Regions from separate parts of the Cyprinus carpio genome. Here region 2 is linked to region 1. Evidence: chromatin contacts called from public Hi-C data. All regions are on one chromosome and are shown on one strand. Each heading gives the region's core, a stretch centred on a gene start, on an enhancer-like site or on the middle of the called end of the contact. The rest is flanking DNA. Distances are from core to core; before and after follow the strand shown. Region 1 overlaps maml3 (mastermind-like protein 3). Region 2 holds the start of maml3 (mastermind-like protein 3).

Region 1 (7,495 bases), core at 2,808-5,307:
CAAAAATAATGGATGGGACAAGCGGTTGGGGAACGTGGGCAGCAGTTTCCCACTGCCTCACCCTCCATTTATGCCATGCTATGCTAAATTTTGATACTATTGTTGTCTGATTTTATTTTTGGTTGTTATACGCTATTGAACCAGTCTTCACAAAAAGGCCTGTCACGATAACAGCTTTTTGTTGTGCGATATATTGCCCCAGAATTAATTGTGATGAGCAATATTATTTTCATTTTAATCATGTAACAGCATAATAATGCAAGAAGGCCTACACACTTCCAAATGACAACAAACTTTGAATTTTTAAGAATATTTAGATCATGGAAATTAAGTATCAAAATATTAGAAACCTTAAAAAAAAACCTGAATGAATATTAAATAAACATTTTCTAACAAAAAGTGCAAAGTAGAAAAAAGAAAAATGCACAAAGAACTTGTATGGAGATTTTTCCATCTACAGATTTTTTCCCTGGCCTTCTTTTCTCTGTAAATTAGGGGGCACACTTGCTCAAAAATCCCTATTTAGCATTTAGATGTTCATATGCACAAAGGATTCCCACACAGATCCCTAAACAAGACCATATCTGCATATGAAACTTTTTTTTTTTTTAGAAGCATTTTTTAAATTTGAACTAGCACCTCATGACTACGCCACATTATGTACAAGAAGCTGCATAAAACATAGGCACAAGTGGAATGTACAAAACATGGTGACATGAATTTTTAAGTAAATATAATTGGCGATATATTGCGTCACCAAAAATGGTTGAGGTCATGTACATATATATTGTGTGATATGTCTATATATTGATTATTGCAACAGGCCTATTCACAAACAGTGATTTTAGTCTTTTTCCGTTCAAGCGGACAGGAGCTGCACTTAACCTGCTCTCTACCTACATGAAAACAGCTTCCTGGGGGCGTTACCAAGATAGCTACCAAGTGAACTGATTTGTCTTAGAGGCTTTGTCGTATAGCCTTTACTGTCCACCACCAAAGTCTTTCGAAGACAAAGGACATGTGAATGACAGGGAGTAAGAGGAAGCCGGCAGACCCCCAGGGAGCAGCTACGTGGTTGGGGGCGGTGGGTTATGAGGTGTTTGCCGTGCTTTGTGTGTGTGTGTAACCCCAGCCATCCTCAGCCCCAGTGTTTTGCTTTAGAAATGTGGCTGGGAGGTGTTCAGAAAGAGTCTGCACTTTTGTGTGAATGCCTGCGTCTCTCCCTGTCATGTTAAGTAGCCCTACTCCATTCTAATGGCACAGCGCTCATTGACACAGCTTCTGTAATCAAACACACTCCCGCCTTCTCTCTTCAAACCAGCCTTCTCATTGGCTGAGACTCTTGTCTGTTTTAATTGGCAGCTGGCAGTATTTTTGTATTGACAATGCCCTGTGTGTGGTGACGTGGTTACCGAATGCCCTCAGGCGGCTTCTCAAATGCCAAGCGGAGCAGAGAGAAATGATAGAGAGAGCTTTTTCCTGGCACGAAGTATGGTTTGCTAAATGTGTGTGCTTGTTTAAACATCAAACCTCTTTTTTTTTTTCTATAAAGATTGTGTTAAAATCACACACATCTTACAGCATTTCTGGAAGTGTGCGTGCGGTGTGTATTTGTATATTCAGGAGCGATGCCAAAAACTGTGTGTACGGTCACTTTAAGAGAGTCTGTGGAGACCAGGAAGTCAAAGAGGCACATCAGCTTCTGATTGGCTGCAGGAAGCAGCCAGGGAAAGTGCAGTTGTGCTCTGTGTGTGTGTCTCCGTGTTTGTGAAGGGCTGGAACATCTCTGCTGATGGGTGCGTTAACAGCCCAAAGCCAGATGGGCTGTAGTCTGTCATCTCGCCACATCGGAACAATTGACTTTATACACACAGACACACAGACACACACACACAGACACCTCTGCAGTAAACACACAGGTGAAATGCTTCTCAACCGGAGCCGTTGTGCAAATGGCGTCTTTGACTCTCTCCTAATCATTAATGCATCAAATTGACCGCTTGCCACAGTAGATCCAGACACAGATCTGTGTGTGTGTCTGTGTGTGTGTGTGTGTGTGTGTGTGTGTCCCTACCCCCCAGTCAAGACCTACCAGCCCCCATCACGATTACACACTTCAGAGTGAGAAAGAGAGCACATGAAAAGGATGGATGGGAGTGTGTCGGAGGAGAGAGATTGTGGCGCAGGATATGAGATGGAAGAGCGGGTGTGACAGAAAAGAGATAAAGAGCAGGAAGAGAGGTGAAGAGGACAATCTCTGCGTTCGCCTGCCGGTTTGGAGAACATGAACATCCAGTTCTCTGGCTAATTATGTGATGTTCTTTATTAACACATTTGACATGATATTGGATTTAAGGTTTAATTTTACCCCTAAAAACAAAATTTAGAAAAAAAAGAAAAATTATTAAATTAATTTATCATAATTACATTATTATATAAAAAAAATGCATTGATATTTGTTCCTAAAATATTATGTAATTATATTAATGTTGTAGCATGTATGATGTTGCACAACTTTTAAATAATTTAAACAAAAAATTATAAATATGGTTGTGTAATAGCACTATACAATATTTTAAATAAGTATACGTTTTATTTCCTGTACTTAAATGATTACAGTGGTTATTTTTTTTATAATTATTTTTAGTACAAAATTTTATTACTGTGATGAGAATCCACATTAAGTATAATAGGAATTAAAAATAAATGTTTGGGAAAAAATCTACTTAATTATGACAGTAATGTCACAATAAAAAAGGGAAGGGGTAGTCCTAAAAAAGCTTCAGTTTTTTTTTTTTTTTACTTCTGATTTTAGGATGAATGTGATCTGAATGTGTTATTCTGAGATTTATCATTGCACGTTTTCGATTGCTTTTGCCGCTGTCGACTCTCTCTTGTGTCTGTGTGAACACATATGCAGCCTTTCTGATGTGTCACGGTTGTGGTTAATATTGTAAGACCTCACGCTGCAATCAGATTCGTCTGACATGCTTTCCCCTCCTTTCCTCTGTTATTACCCCCATAAACACACACCGCACGCTTCTGCTAGATCATTTATTGTTCAAACCCACAGTATTAATCACTGTTGCCAGTCTGCTAATTACATCAAACAATCAGCAAACGAGTGATTCATGCTAATCAATGGGAAAGCAGAGAGGGTGACCTTTCGTCATACATAATTGATACTAACGTTTCCGTCGACTCCTCGCCTTAAAAATCCCTTTAATTCTCTACCGCTCTTGAGGCGACCTCTTTGTTTCTGCTAAGGGACTGTTACGATGAGCGATAATAACTACCCCTTTAAGGGTCTTGACTGTAATTCCCACCCCCTTAAAGAGGACCGGCCCTCCAATGTAGCCGCGTGCCATTTACACCATGTCAATCAAAGCAGTCACCATGGTTACGGATACAACGCCGGTTGTGAGAAGGCGAGAGTGTGTGTTACACAGGGAGAGAGAGAGAGCTCATGAATAAGTGATGGAGGAGGGCGCATAGGAGGATGGAGAGATCGCATGCAACAGAGGAGGGAAAGACAGATGGGTTGGTGAGGTGAGAGCGAAACGGAGAGGGATAGTTTAGGAGCAGAGAGTTTGGAGAGGAAGATGATTGGCTCACAGGAAATGGGTGGTATTCAGAGCGTGTGTGTGTGTGGAGAGAAAGAGTGAACTCAGGCTTGAGTGCACAAGTAAGTAAACAGCCCTTACCGCTCTGGAACAAAGCCCACACATATACACACATACACACACACACACACACACGCTTCTCTCTGTTCGGCCAAGCTCTGTGACGTGTGGCGGGCTTGATGCCCGGAGGCGCTCTGAGGGAGAGAGGAAAAAGCGAGGGAACAGACACACAAAGCTGAAGGAAACACGGAAGAAGACAGGCTTCAGGCAACAGCTTCACTCCTTTTGTTGCCTTCACGCTCTTTTTCTTTTCAGACTGGCTCTGTCTAAAAGCTTTTTTTCATAAGTAAAATACTATGTGCTGGAAGCGGTTTCTGTTGGTCACTGGACTTCGACTGGTAGTTTTTCTCATGTGTAATTTGAATGTTAGAGGGTCAAAACTGCCCTCAGATCAGTATAAGATATGACTTTGCATTCTTTGCTGGTTATAATACAGTGGGATGGTTATACAAACAAAAATTGTTGTTTCAAACCTGTATAAAAGGTAAACATGAAATTTGGAGAATGTGCTGATTGCTCTTTTCCGTCCTATTACAATGAATCTGGAGCTTTGAAGCTTCAGAAAAGATGCAAATGCTTAAAGGTATAGTTCACCCAAAAATGTAAATTCTGTCATAAATCACTCATCCTCATGTCATTCCAAACCTGCAAGACCTTTGTTCATCTTCAAAACACAAATTAAGATATTTTTGATGGAATCTGAGAGCTCTTTGACCCTCCATAGATGGCAATGATATTACCATGATCAATGCAAAAAAACATAGCATGGACATCGGTAAAATAGTCCATGTGACATCAGTGGTTCAACCGTAATTTTACGATGCTACAAGAATACTTTTGTGCAAAAAAGAAAAAACAAAAAAAGCATAATTTATTCAGCAATTCTTCTCCCCGAGTTACTGTCTTCCGCCATTTTGGAGAGTACCCAATAACGTAATCAACATAATGAGCGTTGTTTACGTTCAGCATGCGTGTGATTTCGCTGAATGAAATCAGCGTAGTTTACATTCACGAGGGTGAATTATTGAGTTTTATTGTTGTTTTAATGTTTTTTAGTTTGTGATTTTTATTTATGAATTAACTGTTGTTTTGCTGCAGTAAATGTAAAGAGTATTGTAGCCACCTCAACTCCAGTGGCATCTCAGAGCACAAGTGAACCTCTTTACTGCTTGTTGTAGCAAGAAATAAAAATGATCGAACGTCAGAAGGTATGTAAAAAGAAACCGTACAACTTACTGTAATGTATCAGATCATATGTGATTGCAAAAGCCTGTAAAGTGTAAGTCTGTCATGTAACATTGTTTACCTCAGGAAAGCCAAAAAGGAAAATAATTGAAGGAAATAAAAATTACATTTAATAGTTTGGATCATTAATATTATAGTAATGTATAAACTGAGGGTTCCTTATATAATTTAAAGCATTAGGTGAGAGATTTTTTTCCTTACAGTATATTGACCTGTGCTGTACTGAGATATAGCCACATGAATCTGTATTGAATCAAGAGCGTGTGAATCCGAATCGAATCAATTCATAGAAATCTCTCAATACCCATCCCTTGTGAATACCAACGTCTTCCAAATCACTTTTATTGTTACATTGGAGCGTGACAGCTCGAGTCCTCATTCAACTTTTTACTATATTGAAAATAGCGGGTAAGATAATTCCTTAAAAATTTTGAAAAAAGAACATTATACAGGTTTGGAGCAACATGACCACGAGTAAATTAAGACAAAACTGTCATTTTTAGGTTGACGTATTCCTTTGAAGCAACAACAACGCTTCTCTCTACAGCATTGCTGAGTGCTGAAACAGACACGACACCCAATCCTTTTCCTGTCTCAGGGGCAATCTGGACATGCTGTTTCCTGTCCAAACCAGTCTCGCTCCTGACACACTCTGAGTGGGTGGGTGCGTGCGTGTGTGTGGCTGGGTGTGTTTTAAGCGACATGATGATAGTGACATTAGACAATCATTGCAGTGAGCCATCTCACTCACACTACATGCACACACTCCTCCAGTAAACAAGGCCATCCTCACACACCCTTGTCCGTGCTGTGACAGTCACATTTAGAAGAGAATATACAGTCTTATTGTGCGTGTGTGTGTGTGTGTTTGTTTTTGTGTGTGTGTGTGTGTGTGTGTGTGTGTGTGTGTGTCGCTGGCACTAACCACACATTAGCAGATGTGTTTGGTAGGAAGTCATTTATATGTTAATGTTGTCATTTGCCATCGTAATACATTCGCTCAAGCCTGCCATTACTCCTCTACCCAACCAAATGTGACTTCGGAGCCGCCGCCTGGCATTGTGGGTAAGCAGGGAGCAGGCTACCACCTGAGTACAGTCCCTGTCATTCGTCCAGACCTGAGGTGTGTGTTTGTGTGTATCTCTGGAATTGGGTTTTTTGTACTCGTAAACAAGGTGGATTTATTTTCGGATGTTATGATAGGTTGTTGATCGGAGCCCATGGGGCACTATTTGTCATTATCAGACATGGTTGAGCTGCGTGTGTGTGTGTGTGTTTGTGCAAACGCTCAACTCCGCTTCACCACAGCAACAATTTGCATTGCTTTAAAAGGGAGAAAAATCATTATTTCTCTCACTCTCGCTTCCCTCTCCTCCCCCTTTCTCAGGGCTCAGGTGTACTTGCTTGTGTGGAGAGCGTTGTGATTCACCCGCTCGGATGAGAATGTTCTTTTCCTTATGTGTCTGGGAAGAACTCGCTTTAACCCTCCAGTGTTGGTTTTCTGCTGCTCATCCAGACTTTTTACACCCTTCAGAAAGATGTGGAGAGGCTTTTTAGAACTCTCTGAGCTTTTACTCATTTGGGGCTGATGAGTCGAGTCGGGTCGTGGTGGATAGTGGTAGTCAGGGAATCCTTCAGGGATTCAAGACAACACTTTAATGGGTGGGCCGACTTTCCTCTGGGGCCAGTGAGAGGCTAGAGTGTAAAAGACCTTTGTGGGACCAAACATTTTTTTCCAGATTTATTTCTGTAACGACAGCCTTGGTTGTAGTGAATCTACAACCAAAGAATAATGGTTTACCATTTATTCAAAAGAAAAAAAAAATGAGTGAACAAATCACATTTTATTATTACATTAAAATAACAGTAAATAAAAATGAAATGTTTACAAACATAAATACTGTAAACATGTTTCCCTTCACAAAGCAACAAATCCTTAAAATTTAACAGTGTTCAGAACAGAACAGGAATACAATACATACATTATAATGGAATCCATAATAAACAGTGTTTATTGTAAACATTAAACCTAAATGAATTTCTTTAAAGTGAAACTGAAACTGCGCAATGCAAATTCTCTCTTGTTTGGCACGAAAGCAAATGTGTGCACTTTTCTGTATTGTATAAGTCACAGCAAGATTCAGATAAAAAAAAAAAAAGATTAATGCAGATAATCTTAAAAAGAAAAATCCAGTCATAATAAAATTTCTATGCATAGTCAGATGCGGTGTAATTTATTTATTTCACAGGATTGGCTTGGTTGGTGCTATTTCTTGATTAGAAATAAATAAGCAAATTTGTGACAATGGAAAAAATTACATTCCATCCTACACCCAAGATTAAATAGGATTTTCATAGAATTGTTACATTTAAATGAACAATTCTTTTATTTTACATGATCTTTACTAAATTTTTTGTTTTTTTCCATTTTTTAACAAAAATTAAGTTTCTTAAAGACAGAAAATGTCTATTTATGCATGTTGGTAACACAAATGTCGTAATTAAAACATCTAAACAAATAATGTCCAGTGTATCGGCCTTTCACTACCAGTAATTTGGATTACACT
Region 2 (7,495 bases), core at 1,570-4,069, 40 kb before region 1:
GTAAAAACTCTGAGGTAAAAACTCAAAGCAAAAAGTGTTTTTATCCCATTGGCAAATAGTTTTTAAACTTCACTAAATTTCATTTCATTTCTTTGAAAACAACTAAATGTCTCTCATATTACCAGAAAACAAGACAAATATACTTTGTATTTTATTTGATTTCTCATACAGTCACAATACTGTTTAAAAATCTTGCTCAGCACTGCTGCATTTATTAAATCTAAAATGATGCAGGAAACACTAATATTTTTGAAATATTATTACAGTTTTTACAGCCATTACTCCAGTTTTCACACGATCCTTCAGAAATCATTCTAATATGCTGATTTGGCACTCAAGAAACATTTCATATTATTAACAATGTAAATATTTTTGTGAAAACATTTTTCAAAAAAATGAACTGCATTGATTTGAAATATATATCTTTTTTAAATTATAAAAATTTTTACTGTCACTTTTGATATAATTTTATACCTCCTTACTGGAAAAAAATATTTTTTATGTTATTTTTGATTTTATTTTAAATTTTGATATAAAAAAAAAAAAACCTACTGACTGCTAAATTTTGAACAAAAGTTGTAATGTTGTAAGATAATCGAAATAATCAAGATATTTATAGTGATTCAAGAGTAAAAATAGTTCCTGATGAACATGAGTGTTGTAGGAGGAGAAGCGCTTAGGGGTCACATTTTATATTTGTAGGGTGATTCATAAATGTGACAGCTTGAAATCCATTAGAGATTGACTTAAAACAACAATAACATCACTCCATGGTGCTTTTGTTGTTTTTTCTAGTGTTTTTCTACATATTTTAAATATATTATTGTTGTTATAATAGATCTGTTTTTAAAATTTTATGTGTTTTTTTATTGTTTTGGTTTTACATTACAAAAGCAATTGTTGGTAATGGGTGTTGAATTATTTGTACGTGACACAAGTAACGACCAGGTTTCCAATAACAAACTTTAGAGAAAATGCATGTTTACAGAAGTTATGCTGTTCTGTGTCTATTATAAGCGCAGTGCATGGTGTAAAGCACGTTTCAGATAAGGGGAACTGTTCACCACACCTGTTTGTTCAGATCTTATTAAGTTCTGTAGCTGTTAGACCAAGTAAAAGATCCAGAAGAAAAACAAACCAGTAGCACAAACACTAAAGAGCAGTTCCAACAACTATGTCAGTATCAACCATTCCAGAAAGTACAGAGAGTGCTAAACCTGGGAGGATTTGTTATTTATATTCCTAGAATTTTGAAAGTAATAGCCCTACTGCTTTTTTCCAAGAATTGCTCCATGAGGCAGAGATTTACACCAAAAGCATTTCACTCACTCGTTTCCTTGATGGACACATGAGGGCAAATAAACATTTGTGCCATCTCATATATTATTCTTCACCAACAAGAATTTTCACATAAACTGTTCCCCTGATATAATTTTCACTGCACTTTTCTTTAATGCAGTACCAAAAATGCTCAGAAATGTGTTGTTTTGTTTGTGCATCAAAAAAGACAAATAAGAGTGAGACCACTGTGAAACCATATTTAAAATTACTAACAATTAAAAAACTTTAATTATGCATCAATGTTCAGCCAATTCAAATATTCCGCTAACTTCCTCAGTTCTCATCTAAGACTGAGTTTTTAAAATATATGAAAACCATCTAGCATACCTGCTAGTTTGATCAAAGATAATAACAAAAAATTAAAAGAGTCTGTCTGGCACACTGTATTATATACAATTACAACAGGAGAAAGGCTGATCTTGATGGCCTAGAGACACAGGTCCAGAATAGTCCCAGCAAAATACAGGGTGTTCACAAACTTTTGGCCTTGACTATATCTGTGTATATGTGCTAGAGAGAGAGAGAGAGAGAGAGAGAGAATGAATGTGTTTGCAATTCGTTTCAGCCTCACTCAGCAAACCAGACTGGGCAGCAGCACTTTTTCACAATTACTCACACACACACACACACACACACACACACCTACAAAACCGGCCAGCCCCCTTATCATCATTTACTGACTGCAGCCAGTGCTTCAGGGCCTCACCTGATCCTGTTACTTTCTTCTGTCACTTCTTAAGATATGTGTATTATCTTCTGCACACAAGCCACATTAGAATGGTTTTGTTAATTTCGTGTGTAATTATTTTAGATGTGTGTATTATATTCTGAGAGCTATCGATGGTAGTAGATGAGTGGACAATCTGTGAAGCCACAAGTGGTGGGGAATTGTTTTTTTGTATGTTAATTACATGAAAATTTATTTTGTGAGAAATAGCGTGGGCTTTTTGGTGTTTTACAAGAAATAATTTATATTGTTTAGGAAAGAAAAATGGCATGAATGAGTGAGTAAATAAATGAATAAACAAACAAATAAATAGCATTTTAATATTATTATTCTTTTATTTATCTAAAAAAAAAACTGTTTTACAGTCAGGTGTCATAGGTTCTAGAAAGCTGCTTTTCCAGTTCTTTAAAAAAAAACATCTATGCTGTACGTTAAAGAACACAGTAAGTTAACCAACTCTGATCAGAAAAACCTGCAATGTAACTTTTAAACTCCAAAGAACCACTGACTGCTGAACCTAAAACCCACAGAAGAACCTTAGTTTTTAAGTTAGAATAATAATATTAATAATACTTTAAAAATATTTTATTTCAATATTTGACATTTAATTTTTAACAATCATTTATTTAATTTTATTTGTATTTATTTTTCAGTATTTCTAAATTTTTCTAATATATTTTATTTTTTGTACGTGTTTATAGTGTAAAAATATGTATCACTGTAATACCTCACAGTCCGATAGATAGATAGCGCTTTGCACTCTCGTGAACTCGTGAGTATCAGATGCAGTACCCCAACCCGCCGGTAAAGCATTACACCGCTCTATAGTTCACCTCCTCTAAAGTCAATATTGACTCCACGTCCGGCGCACTAGATTCCGCGCCGTGTTTTGCGCGGAGCTGGCGTGCTGCTCGCAGGCTGGTGGCTGCTCTTCGCTCGGCTGTTGTCCTGATATCACTCCGCTAGCATGGAGGAGGGGAGAGCTTGATTATTGTGATGGTGGCAGCTGCTGTACACAGCGACTTTAGGATTTCCTCTCCAGCCATCGGGACTTTAAGAAACTGCACACCTTGTTCGCGCTCGGGGAGGGTTTCGCCGGCCAAACTAATGAAATGCAAGTTCACGAAACAACTCCGGAGCCTGTTCGCAGCAGACGGCAAAACTTTTTTCAAAAGGACAACACAATAAAACGACGGGCGCGCAGCAGCGGCGCTTACGCGTGATGGTTGCGAGTAACATCCGGATGTTTGATGGAGCTCCAGTAGAGGCGAGAGAGTAACAGACCCGGTCCCGCACTGTTGTCTATTGAATGGTTGACACGGCGATCCTCCCGGAGGAGGGATTTACTCTCATTTAAACGCTTCTTTCTCCACAATTTCACTGTATCTGCCTCCCTGGCGAAGCGGACTTCTGCCCCGCTTTGGAGAGGGGAGAGAGAGAGAGTCAGGGGGGCTTGACAAAGTTCTTCCCGAATCACAGATGATGGGGGATTTTGCCAGCCCCGCTGCCGTACCGACCGGCGGCGGCATTTGCATTAATAACAGTAACGTGAACTTAAACTCTGCCATTAATGCAACCAACAGCAGCACCGGCGGCGGCGGTGGTAACGTGGGCATACCGAAGCACAGCACGGTGGTGGAGCGGCTGCGGCAGCGGATCGAGGGCTGCCGGCGGCACCACGTCAACTGCGAGGGCAGATACCATCAAGCGCACGCCGAGCAGCTGGAGCTGGACCGCCGGGAGACGTTGAGTCTGTACCAGCGGAGTTTAGAGCAGCGGGCCAAAAAATCCAGCAACAGCAAACAGCAGAGCAAGCAACAAGAGCCCGATTCGAGCGCGAGCGCCGAGCAGAGGAGCAGCACTCTGATCGCGGTGAGTTCCGCGCTCCGTTATAACGTGCGTGACTGCTCTTTTACACGCGTCTCCTCTCCGCGCGGTTTGTTTGGGTTGCAGTGCTAACTTTCGCTCGGGGTCTGTGTTCTTACACGGAAAACTCTCAATTGGTGCACTTATAATAACACATATAAGCATACTTCAACACGATTTGCGGACTATTCGCAGTCGTGTGGATGTGCGTTAGAGCTTGGAGTAACTTTGGAGGTGTTTCGCTACTTTGCAGTAGGCTACAGTCTGTTTAAAGTTATGTAGTAGTTGATGATGTCACTCGATCTCCTCCTACTTACTACTTGTAGTTCAGGCGTGTTACATGTTCAGATAACACAATGGGAGTTGAAAATCAAAATCAGCTTGCTAAGTAACGTTAAAGTACGCGATTGTGCGTTTTCGTTTTTTACTGCTCGATTTGCACTGGTTTGAATGATAAAAGTAGTGTACTCTACTAGTTTTAGTTGCTTTTTAGGCGCGCTGTTTGAAATGATGCTACACACTGCAGCCTGTTTTTGTTGTTTTATTTTCGAAGCAGTCGAAGCCACATTTAGCTCTCAGTGCAACTCTTTAGGGGGATTCTGTGGATATCATTTCATGAGAAATAAATGATGGCGATGGCGAGGAAACAAACAGGCTACACTTGCAGGATGAGCACTTATCAGTTTGTTAGTATCTCCAGACTCTCGGTTCCGACGCCACCGCAGAAAAGTTACAGTGAGTCAGTCGCTTGCGGAGGAGCATAGTGTCGGTGCCTTTTGTGTCAATCCTCTTTTATTTGGTAGGTGAGTCTTTTTTTTGAGTTTTGTGTAGGTGGGTTTAAAGTCGTTTTTGGAATGTTTAGTCGACCTCCCTCTGTGCGGTGTGGACATTACTGTGAGGCGGTACATAAGCAGCAAATGCTTCACATCGGAGTCATTGCGATTTAAAGAGACCACAGGCTCACTGCTTCTGTCTTTCTCCACATAAGCACCGTGCTGCAGCTAGGTGGCTGTATCAAGTCGAGTTAGGGTCTTGTGCGTGCGAATGGGTTCAGACCCCTCACAATGGCTGTGTGTCAAAACCCAGCAAGCTGCCTAGGTAGACAACATTTATGTGAGGAAATTGCTGCACGTGTATGCATGCTTTCTATAGGTAAAGTCAGTGTTCCCCAGCATGCTAACTGGATAAATAACAGCTTAAAAAGCCTTTAATGTTAATTGTTTTTAAATGATGCCTAATTTATACAGATGAATATTGTTATATTGATTTACACTCTTCAGAGGCTAACACCTGTACATTTTTAAGGTATTACTTTCATATTTTGTGCATGCATTATGGAATGGGTAGTTAGACTTTTTAGGCGTAGTACATGTTAAAATGTCTTATTTTGGTTTATTTAGTCAGTTCTCAAAAAAAAAAAATTCATGTATATGCATGTGTGCAAGTCTTTGTGAGTCATGTGTGTCATGGCAGTACAGTTTGAAACCAGTGTAAGGTGATGACATTTTATCTTAACCCCAAGAGATAAAGGAAGGTGCAACCTTGCAGTCTTCAGCCCTGAGGTTCCAGTAGTATCTCTTTTAGGCCTCGTTTGCCCTGAGGTACACTTTTATAGGTAAGATTTGTTTTGTAAGGGTGATCAATTTCATAAGTAGGCTTCATTTCAAATCATGAAACACATTTTTTCAACACTGGCCTGTTACTGTAGGGTCCAAATGAATTTGAACTGGTATTTTGAAACCCATATTTTGTGCTGTCCTGTTTCTAACGCATCATCTGATATTGATTTTAATACCACATATGAACAAAGTCTTTGTATATTGTACAAAAACAGAAACCAGCACCAGAAGCTGAAAAATTACAGAATGAATCGCTTCATTTCACTTTGAATCGAGCTTTGAGATGTCTTTCTCTGAAAGTTTAGGTTTCAGCACAAACTCACCTCTGGACCAAGTTGCAGTTCTTAAAGTTCACAGTAGTTTTCTTCTAGTGTGTTTAATGCACACTTTATCAGTTCTAAAGTCGCGCCCAGCAGCTGTGTGTGTATTCTCCAGCTAAAGCAGTGCTTGCGGTATCACATTGTTTTGCAGTGTCTGGGACCAGTGCCCAAGATCTAAATTTAACTCCTGAGTTGGCAGGGTTACATGAGGTTTGTGACGTCAGACACTCCAAGAGCATATTACCACTGTGTAACTTTCTTGTCTTGTGTATGTGTTTGCTGTGAGGCCTACAAGTCTGGTAGCGCAAGTATAAATGTGTGCGAAGCGTCTCACTGTGCGTGTCTGTGTGTAAGCATTTCAGCACTCAGAAAAGCTGCGGTCGTTTATAAAAATAATTTATTTTCTTGCAGGGGTTGTTTGTCAGGAACATAGGATACCTGAAAACTTTGCAGTTCTAGTTTCTGTTAGCAGTTCTTTTGTAAGATATTACCTTTCCCCCATTTTTATTTGTATTTTTTTATATGAATTATCTGCCTTAAAGGGATAGGTCGCCCAAAAATGTAAATTGTTGTCATTTACTCACCCTCAAGTAGCTTTAAACACAAGAGAAGATATTTTGAAGAATGTTGGTAACCAAACATTTTCTGGTTCCCTTTGACTTCCATAGTATGGATAAAATAGTCAATGTTGTCCAACTAGGCCTACTTGGGTAATATGAGTGAAATTCAATCTCTTTCTCAAAAAGCTAACATCAGAAAATTTGGAATGTAGTGCACAAGTTGTATGGACCATTTTTTATTTTTTTTTTTTTTTTTTTTTTTCATTATTTGTGTTTGGCAGATTTTCTTGTAATTTTAAGAGGTTTGGAGTTGTGTACTAGGGTTAGCTGTTTGTTAAATGAATGATAAACAGAAACTAACCCAAGAGCGCTAGATAGGGAAGTAATGTTACTGAAGTCAGTAACCAGAATCCTCGCACCTTTTGTCTGTGTCAGAATAGGAAGGAGAAAATATGTACAGCCTCAAGTCTTAAATTACACAATTTACAGTTTTACTTTTCTCAGTACTTTACAGGTACACCTGTATAGTGTTTTCTGTGTTATTTTATTATTATTTATTGATGTAGTATATTTATTAATATTTTAAATTAACTTCATATAACTTTTTTTATATTTCTGGTTTATCTTAATTTAGTTTTAGTGATTATGTCTAGTGCTTTTGTCATTTTTTGTCACAAGCTAAATAGCTTAGTTTTTGATTTAGTTTAGTATTCTCTTGCTGCAGTGTTGTACTGCTGGTGTTACTGGCACTACGACCTCCCTTAATCACACTTCATGCTCTCTGCTGTGTTATGGTTGCAGCACACACTTTCATGCTGGTATGCATGTACACATGTCCACTGGAATGTGGGACAAGGTGTATGTCAACACTGCAGCACATAGTCCATGCAGTTAAATCAGTATTGCTGTGAGAGTGTTTTTTCGTCGCCATTTCTTTTACACACACACCGTAAAACATTTCAGAGAAGATGATATCCTATATGGCTGTCTTTGGGCATTTTTAATATTGAGGCTTATTGGTTCCATGGTTGTGCATTCATACACACACACATACACACATGC

What was found. A called contact is a pair of places that touch in the nucleus more often than the background predicts.
Region 2: a contact with region 1 is called in a Hi-C map of skeletal muscle, with 2.6 times the contacts expected there. The contact joins the promoter of maml3 here to the enhancer-like site in region 1. A contact is called at or near these places in 2 of 8 Hi-C or Micro-C datasets (both in skeletal muscle).

What each region holds. Positions count from the first base shown.
Region 1 is chrB1:11,562,618-11,570,112 of ASM1834038v1, reverse strand. All of the region lies in intron 1 of maml3 (mastermind-like protein 3), which reads left to right. Among protein-coding and RNA genes, the nearest start is that of maml3, 40 kb to the left of the region's middle. Within about 2 kb of position 4,057, at least 5 of the 8 cell types and tissues checked have an H3K27ac peak or open chromatin away from gene starts, as enhancers often do. A contact at or near this core is called in skeletal muscle, where this site is marked.
Region 2 is chrB1:11,601,312-11,608,806 of ASM1834038v1, reverse strand. It overlaps maml3 (mastermind-like protein 3), which reads left to right and starts at 2,819. Exons shown (of 5, transcript XM_042716597.1): 1 at 2,819-3,964. The coding sequence starts at 3,548.